3 separate regions of the Mus musculus genome follow, and all the other regions are linked to region 1. The links are chromatin contacts, called in public HiChIP or PLAC-seq and promoter capture Hi-C maps. All regions are on one chromosome and are shown on one strand. The core of a region is the stretch at or near the end of the contact, and the rest is flanking DNA. Distances in the headings are between cores, read along the strand shown.

Evidence for each region. Promoter capture Hi-C pulls out the DNA fragments that hold promoters and counts their contacts. HiChIP or PLAC-seq counts read pairs in DNA pulled down with a chosen protein or histone mark.
Region 2: a contact with region 1 is called in a FOXA1 HiChIP or PLAC-seq map of pancreatic cancer cells. The contact joins the promoter of Hgfac here to the promoter of Mfsd10 in region 1. A contact is called at or near these places in 5 of 39 promoter capture datasets (the HPC-7 cell line, Sertoli cells, embryonic stem cells and 2 more), 5 of 484 Hi-C or Micro-C datasets (the P5424 cell line, embryonic fibroblasts, growing oocytes and 2 more) and 3 of 115 datasets of contacts at active chromatin or transcription factors (embryonic stem cells and pancreatic cancer cells).
Region 3: a promoter capture Hi-C map of macrophages shows a contact between it and region 1, with 5 read pairs. The contact joins the promoter of Zfyve28 here to the promoter of Mfsd10 in region 1. A contact is called at or near these places in 12 of 39 promoter capture datasets (3T3-L1-derived adipocytes, the C10 cell line, HPC-7-derived erythroid cells and 6 more), 2 of 15 datasets of contacts at CTCF or cohesin (large pre-B cells and pro-B cells), 21 of 484 Hi-C or Micro-C datasets (B cells, the Ba/F3 cell line, the C10 cell line and 11 more), 7 of 115 datasets of contacts at active chromatin or transcription factors (astrocytes, bone marrow-derived dendritic cells, embryonic forebrain and 2 more) and 4 of 9 other capture datasets (adipose tissue, embryonic stem cells, liver and 1 more).

The regions. Positions count from the first base shown.
Region 1 is chr5:34,635,867-34,638,508 of GRCm38.p6, reverse strand. Mfsd10 (major facilitator superfamily domain containing 10) reads left to right here and starts at 1,297. Exons shown (of 13, transcript NM_026660.3): 1 at 1,297-1,582; 2 at 1,726-1,915; 3 at 2,003-2,099; 4 at 2,385-2,488. The coding sequence starts at 1,742.
Region 2 is chr5:35,040,169-35,042,810 of GRCm38.p6, reverse strand. It overlaps Hgfac (hepatocyte growth factor activator), which reads right to left and starts at 1,302. Exons shown (of 14, transcript NM_019447.3): 1 at 1,101-1,302; 2 at 347-521; 3 at 149-245. The coding sequence starts at 1,214.
Region 3 is chr5:34,286,972-34,289,613 of GRCm38.p6, reverse strand. Zfyve28 (zinc finger, FYVE domain containing 28) reads left to right here and starts at 1,290. Exons shown (of 13, transcript NM_001015039.1): 1 at 1,290-1,515. The coding sequence starts at 1,477. Cfap99 (cilia and flagella associated protein 99) reads right to left here and starts at 949. Exons shown (of 16, transcript NM_001370805.1): 1 at 854-949.

The DNA.
Region 1 (2,642 bases), core at 48-2,547:
AGGGTTCTGGGGGTTCATTGTGGAGTGTGGGGTCCCATCTCCCTGCCATGCTCAGACACAGGTTGGGGATGTCTGTGAGAGCTCTGCACTGTTAGATGATAGCCACACACAGAATGACATTTAGGCAGTTGTCCATAAAACTGACAAGCTGTCATAGTGTGGGTAAGTACATTATATACGTTTTACAGTGAAGTCGCCTTCCCACACACTTATCAGATCACCTATCACACATGACAGAACAGGACTGAATCCTTACGTCCAGCCTGGCCCTTGTCACCTGCTATGGCTCTGAGGTGTGAGATCTTGTGCGAGGGTTGGTGGTGCTGAGTAGGAGTTGCGTTTTGGATGTGGTGAAGCCACTGTTGGAGCACAGAATGAATGGCTGTGGGCATCCTGCAGCTCAGAAAGTGCTGGTCAAGAACAACCCTGAAGGGAGATTGGGCTCAGCAGCTTGGCTTACAGGGGCTACATCTACCAACAGTACTCACCTTGTCACCTCTCCCTGTGATTCTTCTGGGACAGAGGCTGCATGACCCACGAGGGGCCTGGGCCTGACACACGCACCAGCTAGGCTACCATCCAGCCCCAGCTTCCTCCACGCCTGAATTAGCCACAGGGCTCTGCCGTACAATGGCTCTGTGTAGCCAACTGCAGCAAGAAGCAGGGTGGCCAAATCTGATACTGGGCATAGATTGAGCAATCTATGAGGAGGAACATGCCAAGGAAAAGTTTATAGAGCCTCCAGATACTGTCCTGTGTCGTCAGAAGGGGAACACAATCCAGCTAGAAGAGCCTATCACTCGAGTGCATCCGGTGTTGTCCTCTGGGAAAGAGTCAGTGTGGACTGTATGGCTCCAACAGGTTAACAGCACTGAAGGGATAGGACTTTAGTGGTTCATCTATCTAAAAGATGAGTCTTTGCTCCAGCTGTTCTCATACTTCAGAGTTGATTGAGGATGACTAAATCCTGAATCCTGTTCTTTCTGTCTCCACCGAGTGCTGGTACTAGAGGTGGGCATCACCATCCCCAACTCCAGCATGGTTTAGAGTAAGCTAAAGTAGGAGGGTCAGGAATTCAAGGTCAACCGTGGCTACATGAGACCCTGATTCAAAAGAAAGATATATAGGTACCAAGGAGACTGAACTGCACAGACAAGCTGTCTCTTACATACACTTAGCTCTTCAGAACTTCACCGCTTGCTTCTAATGCATCTGGAAGCCTGCAAGCCTTCTCTATACTTGGCTGCTGGGAGACTCCAAACCCAGTTCCCGCCACAGCACGGCCTCCCGGAAGAGGAGGTGCCTGTTCCGAAGCCTCCGGGGTGTGGCTGCTATCCAGGGAGGTTCCCTGTTCATCCACCCGTTTGTCCCCGCCTGGAGCTGCGGCACGTGTGCACAGGTCCCAGCTGGGTAGGTGGGAAGCAAAGGTTTCGATATCGTGTGAGGAGGCCGAAGTGGTACACGAACAGGAGCTCAGGGCGCCTACGACTCCCCAACCAGGGATTCCCGTCTTCTCCCCGTTACCCGCTTCACAACAGGGGGCGCCCTGACCACTGCGGCCCTGAGCTTACTGCTGCCCTAGGTTGGTAAGGGAGTCGGGCCTTGAAGGGTGTGCCAGGACCGCATTGGAACCACTTCCGTTTTGTCTGGCAAGAACCTGCAAATTCAGCTTTCAATTGTCAGGTAAACGGGGCCGTCATCACCACACCCTCCTTCCCCCAGCAGGGTCGGAGCTTCCACCATGGGCTGGGCAGGGGATGCGGGCTGTACGCCTCGTCCGCCTATACGGCCTCGGCCCGCGTCCGAGCGTCGCGTGATCATCGTGCTCTTCCTCGGCCTGCTACTCGACCTCCTGGCGTTCACGCTGTTGCTGCCTCTGCTGCCTGGGCTGCTGGAGAGACACGGCCGCGAACAAGTAAGCCCCTCCCCCAAGGCGGGAGCTCTCCCCATGCCTAGCCTATCACAGATTTATCCAGCTGGAGTTACTTTCCTCTTTACCCAGGACCCCCTCTATGGCTCCTGGCAGCGTGGGGTAGACTGGTTTGCTTCAGCCATCGGGATGCCAGCGGAAAAGAGGTACAACAGTGTCCTGTTCGGAGGTATGTCGCTGTGTGCCATGCTGGGGCCCACAACCTTTTTTTGGAGAGCTAGTTCTGCCTAGGCTCTTGGTCAATCATCCTCCCTGGGTTCCTGCCTCCTTTAACTGAAAGGTGTGGGTTGGTTTTGTTGTTGTTGTTGTTTGGGGGAGGGGGTTGTTTTGTTTTGTCTTTTTGTTTTTGGTTGGCTTTTTTTTTTAAACTGAGGCCACCCGAGCTTCAGTCGATGGCCTGTGAATATAGGGCTAAGTGTGGTCAACACTCTAGGACTGATCCTCTGTCTCTCAGGTCTCATCGGCTCGGCCTTCTCCCTCCTGCAGTTCTTCTCCGCACCACTCACAGGAGCTGCCTCTGATTACCTGGGGAGGCGCCCAGTGATGATGTTGTCCCTGGTAAGCCTCTGGAGCCAGCTGTCAACAGGCAGAGGGGAGAATGCAGCTGTGGGGCTCCCCTGCCAACAGTGGGCTCCCATCCCTTCTAGAGGGATCTTCTGGCCCCTGGTGTTACACCAAGCTAAATACACCTAAGGAAAGTACAGGGACACAA
Region 2 (2,642 bases), core at 53-2,552, 400 kb before region 1:
CCCCACCCATCTCTGCCTGGGCACCCTGGAGCCCCTGTTCACTAAATGTACCTGCTGGGCATCAAGACCTACTAGCTTCAGGGTTCATGAGGGTCCACAGTGGGAACCTGTGTAGGTTCCTCAGCCGCTACCCCACTCTGGGACTCACCACTTCCTGTAGGCACTTCCCTCAGAGGTACAGGAGTGCAGCATGCGGCCACCGTAGCGGAAAGGGAACCTGCACGGCTGCCCAGACTCGGTGAGCACTGTGGAGGGGTGTCAGGGATCAGGCATCCCACTGGGTACTCCACCCCTACCCAGGCCCCACACCTCTTTAGCTGCCTTCCTGTTACAGTGTCTCACCTACCTTGGCCCCCAGGGGGGCTGCTGCTGGAGGGAGGAGGGTACCTCTCACTTTGGGGTCCCTCAGTCTCTGCTGCTGGAGCACTTTCTGTTGAGGTGCTGACATTCCCAGAGATCACAGGGATCGTGGGGGTCACGGGGGTGGCTGTAACGTTAGGTCCTGGGGGCTCTGTGTGGTTCTAGGAGCCCAAGGGGCCACAAAGGTGTCAGTGTGGAATAGTCCTTCACACTTGGACTCCACCAGTCGGATACACCAGAGACCTGAGACTCCTTAGGGCAGGTCCAAGAGGCAGTGGGTGTCCCCAAGACCTCCTCTGGCCTTTCCTTCTGAATCTGAGTGATCCAATGTGCTAACTTAAGAGTCACAGGGCCCCAGGTCACCCTGGTCCTTGAGATTCAGTCCTGGGGGGCAGTCCTGGGGTGGACAGGAACAGCTGAAGCACTCTGAGGTCTCCTACACCCCATCTCAAACACTGGAATGCAGCAGAAGCCCCAGGACCCCCCCCCCCCACTCACTCACGGGGCCTGGGCCACACAGTGGCAACAAGAGGATCCTAACAAGTTCAGGCCCAAGCACTACAGACCAGCCTAGCCCAGCACCCCATATCTCAGTGCAAAATGACAACTTCCACTCCACTATGCCACCACACTGGGTCCCTAGCTCACTCTGGGGCCCTCTTTCTGACCTCTCTCTTCCCAGGAACCGAGTGTGCATAGAGAACCCTTGGCCACATGCAAGGGAGAGGGGCAGTGCTCACCCTGCCAGCCTGGGGCTGGGCCCCCCGAGGCACCACCAGCAGCAGCAGGAGCAGCAGGAAGGGACATGGCCTGGGTAAGGGACAGAGGCTAGAGATCCAGGCCTGTCGCCCCATGGCTCCTCCTGAGCTGGCGTGAGGTGTAGCAGGAACAGAGTAGCCAGGGAACGTGGCCAGGGCAGGTGGGGTCAAGGCTACATGATAATGATTAACCCTGCCACCCACTGCATCCTGTTAGGCTCCTCCACAGCCATAGCTCCACCCTGCTGCCACAGCTCTGCCTGCTCTGCTGGGGCAGCTGTTGTTCTCTGGCAAAGGCTACAACTGCTCCTCGGCCCAACACAACCTTCAAGTCTCAGCCTCTTCCAGGAAGTCTTCCAGTGTGACTTGGGCAGGTCAGAGCCAGGCCTCCCAGGCACAGGTGCTGGCCATATTGCTGGCCACTCCTGTCTATGAGCCCTTTACAGGACCTGCTGCATGCAGGAACCTGGGGGTTCCAGTTCTTCCCAGCCAGCTACTGACTCATGGTGGGGGTGATACAGTCCCCAATCCACAGATGTCAACACAGGGTGGAGGGTACCCCCTCTACCCATTGCCACATAACAACTCAAGAGAGGTAAGGGTTGCTCCCTGGACCAAGTGCTGTGACCAGTGCCTGAGAACAGTAACTCTCTTTGCTGGTTTGTCTACTTGTCCTAAGCCTGGGGTACTCAGGACCCCCAGAATTCTATCCTTACCAGACAGCCTGGGTACCAGCAGCCCCCCAGTAAGCTTTCCCAGTCTGGTTACCTGTGGGCATAGCCTGCATGCCTTCAGTTGGGCAGGCTATACACAGAGCTTCCCTGTGGCTCCAGGCAGGCACTGGGGGCCCTAGGCAAACTGGAGTGGCCACCTCATACCCATAGCTCTAGCTGTCTTCTTGGGATCTCTCCAATTCCTGAGGGAGGGGGACAGGGCCAGTGGCAGGAAGGCTCCACTGGGCACAGTGGGTACAGTGGGCAGGAATGAGATCACAGTGACCCCCACCATAAATCTCAACCAAGCCCCGCCCTCACCAATGGCCAAACAGCACCCAAGCTTGCCAAAGTAGGTGCTAGAAGCATGGTGGGGCATGATGGGTACCAAAGGCATGGTGGTTCATGGCCAAGTGCGGGTATACAGTGGTGTCTGAGCATTGTGGTACTGAGGAAACAGTGGTGCTGGCGCACAGTGGGTACCAGGCAGATGCTATGAGTGCTAGGACATTGCGGGTGTTGGGAAATGTTGCTGCTGGGATGTGCATGATGAGGTGCCTCAGAGAAGACGCTCTCTGAGAAACCTTTCAGCCAGTCCATCTTCAATTCCAGGGAGAGATGTAAGATTAGCAGCTTGGCAGTTGGGCCATCAGTGTTGGGGCCTCTGCTCAGGCATCCTGGGCTTGTGACAGTGTGTCTTACAGGCTCAGCCCAGCACCACCCTGTGGTCCTTCCCCTCCTGCTTCTCACTGATGTCCTGCCATATCAGGACTTCTCATTCTATAGCCAGATTCACTCTGGTCTCAGCCTC
Region 3 (2,642 bases), core at 41-2,540, 350 kb after region 1:
TCACATGCATGCAGGGCCCATGAAGTCCAGAAGAGGGGTTTGATTATTTGGAGGTGGAGTTACAGAAAGTTGTGAGCAGCCATGGAGGTGCTGGTGACTGAATCTGGGGCCTTGCCAAGAGCACCCACTGCTCTTAATCACCGTGCTATCTCTCCAGTCCATGCCTAGGGTTTTTGTTTTTGTTTTTGTTTTTCCAGTGAGTTCTGGCATGCTGAACCTTCTTCCACTAATTAGGCAAACACGTCACTGATTGAGCTATCTTCCCAGCCCCACAAGCAGTTTTTATGACTGAGAGAGTATACAGTTGTGGACATGTTGACTCTAAGGTGATCTGTTAGTTGTACAAATAGTGAAGAACAGGCAAACATCTGAATTCAAGCATTTAGGCTGGAGGGAAAAAATGTTTTTAAAACCACGTAGCTGCCTGGAACTACATAGAAATGGGTGGAGAGCAGCTTCCAAGGAGTAAGAAGGGAGCTACAAAGCAGGTCCAGGGCTGAGGGGCTAAGGGAAGATGCAGGAACTGCTAGGGTACACACACTGTATTAAGAGGTAGTCATCTGGGTCACCTGTTAACAGAGAGAGAGAGAGAGGGAGAGAGGGAGAGAGGGAGAGAGGGAGGGAGGGAGGGAGGGAGGGAGGGAGGGAGAGGGAGGGAGAGAGAGAGATTGATTGGAGGTGGTGGAAAACACCCTACTTTTATTTTTGGAGGTGGGAAGAAAAGCGCAAAGGTAGCTCGCTAAGGCCAGAAAATAGGCAAAGATTGGAGAACTGGAGAAAACGAGTTAGGGAGAAGAGGATGGGCTGTGCCTGGCTCCCTGTGGCGGCCCCTCACCTTAACCTGCCTGCCTACCTGCGGGCCTCTTGGCCTTCCTTGGCTTTAACCTCGTAGTCTGTCCAGGCGCCGCGGGCGGGAGCGTTCACTGGCCAGCTCCGGTACCCGCAGATCGCCTAGGCATCGTTTGGGCGCCGTCACCTAGCAACGCCGCGCAGGCCCTGCCCGCGGTGGGCGCCGGGACCTGTAGTCCTGAGCCTCCCTCCCTTGGTGCGCGTCCCGGGTGGGGTACGGCGTGGCGTTGGGCGGGGATTGGCGGCCTCGCCGGGCTCGCCCCATCCACCACTTGCAGCGGGCCGGGGGCGTGCGGCGCCTCCGGCGCATGTGCGGTCGTGACCGGCGGAGGCGCTGGGTGCTCTTAAGCCGTGAAGCACCGCGCGCCCTGTGCCCGCGCCTTTCCGCGCGCCCGCCCGCTCGCGGGTTTGGGTCGGCCGCGCGCCGCTTGCTGAGCATCCTTCCGGCCGCGCACCTGCCCCGCGCACCTGCAGCCAGCTGCTCGGCGCTAGGCGCCGCGCACACGATCTGCTTGCTCAAGCAGGTCCCGGCCCTGCCTGCGTGTCCACCCCGCGCCGCAGCCGGACCCGGGCGCAGCGCTGCAGAGGGCGAGGGCCGCCCGGAGCGTGGCTCGGGCCGGCGCGGCGATGATGAACAGATTCCGAAAGTGGCTGTACAAACCCAAGGTGAGCGGCTCCAGCTGCGGACCATGTCCCGGCGTCGCGCTTTCCCCCCTCCAGATCCCTTATCCTGCAGGTCCCTCCTTGATAGATAGACCTCGTTTCCTTGGCCCTGTATGAATTTCTTTCTCCAGTTCATGGGATGCCCTTTCCCTGCATTCCGCGACTTGGACAGACCATGTACCTGGCGCGCATTGACTGCTCTTTTCCAGTACCAGACGGGGCTCTTTCTTTCGGGCCTGGGTGTACTGTCATGTTTCTCCTCGTCTGGATACTAGATGGGCTGGCTCCAGCTCGCACCCAGCGGTCCCAGCCTGCGTGCTCAGAGCCCCTACTTCTCTTGGTTCCCTCTAGCCTCACCGCTGATGCTCCTTCATCTTTTCGCAACACAATTATTCTGTCCTAGGATAGTGGGTCTCCCACCCTCCCTTCGCACTTGGGAACCGACCGTTTCATTCCCCTTTCTCCAACCTTAGGCTTTGGTCAGACTCTTTCTTCCCGTATCTTAGAGGTCCCTCACGCCGCGGTCTGGTCCTCTATCCCAAAACGGAGTAATTGGATCTTGGTCCAGTTCTCATCTCTATCCTGTTCCGGTAGCCGCCTGCACCCTTTTGGATCTCCGACCAGTCCTCTGCCCAGTCGCGGGGTGAGGCTCGTGGAGCTTGAAGCTTCAGTGGGCCGGAGGTGCGATTCACCAGCCAGTTCGGGTCCAGGCGGCGCGCCCCGGCAGCCGTGCCAGTCGCACTGCGGGCGCTGCGTCCCGCTGCCTGCCTGGGGCTGGCAGCCCGGAGCCGGACCCGGTGCGCTCTGTTCGCAGCTGGGCGATGCAAAGCTAGGATCCAGCGAAGATCCAGGACGCAGCTGCGGCGTCCAAAGCTGCGTGTTGGGGGTTGGCGGAGTCTGGGGACGCCAACGCTGGAGGTCTTCAGAGGGTCACGACCTGGGTGGGGTCACTGCAAAGACTAAGGGCGGGAGCAGTGCAGCGGCTGCGTGCTGGTATCTCCGAAGTCAGAGGCCTCCTTCTCTTTGGCCCACCCAAGGAACTGACCGCTCTCCCGCCGTGACTAGCCACATTTCTTGATTTAGGGTTTCTGTCCCAGACTCTGTGAATGGTCTCTCGGAGTGGGGCGAGT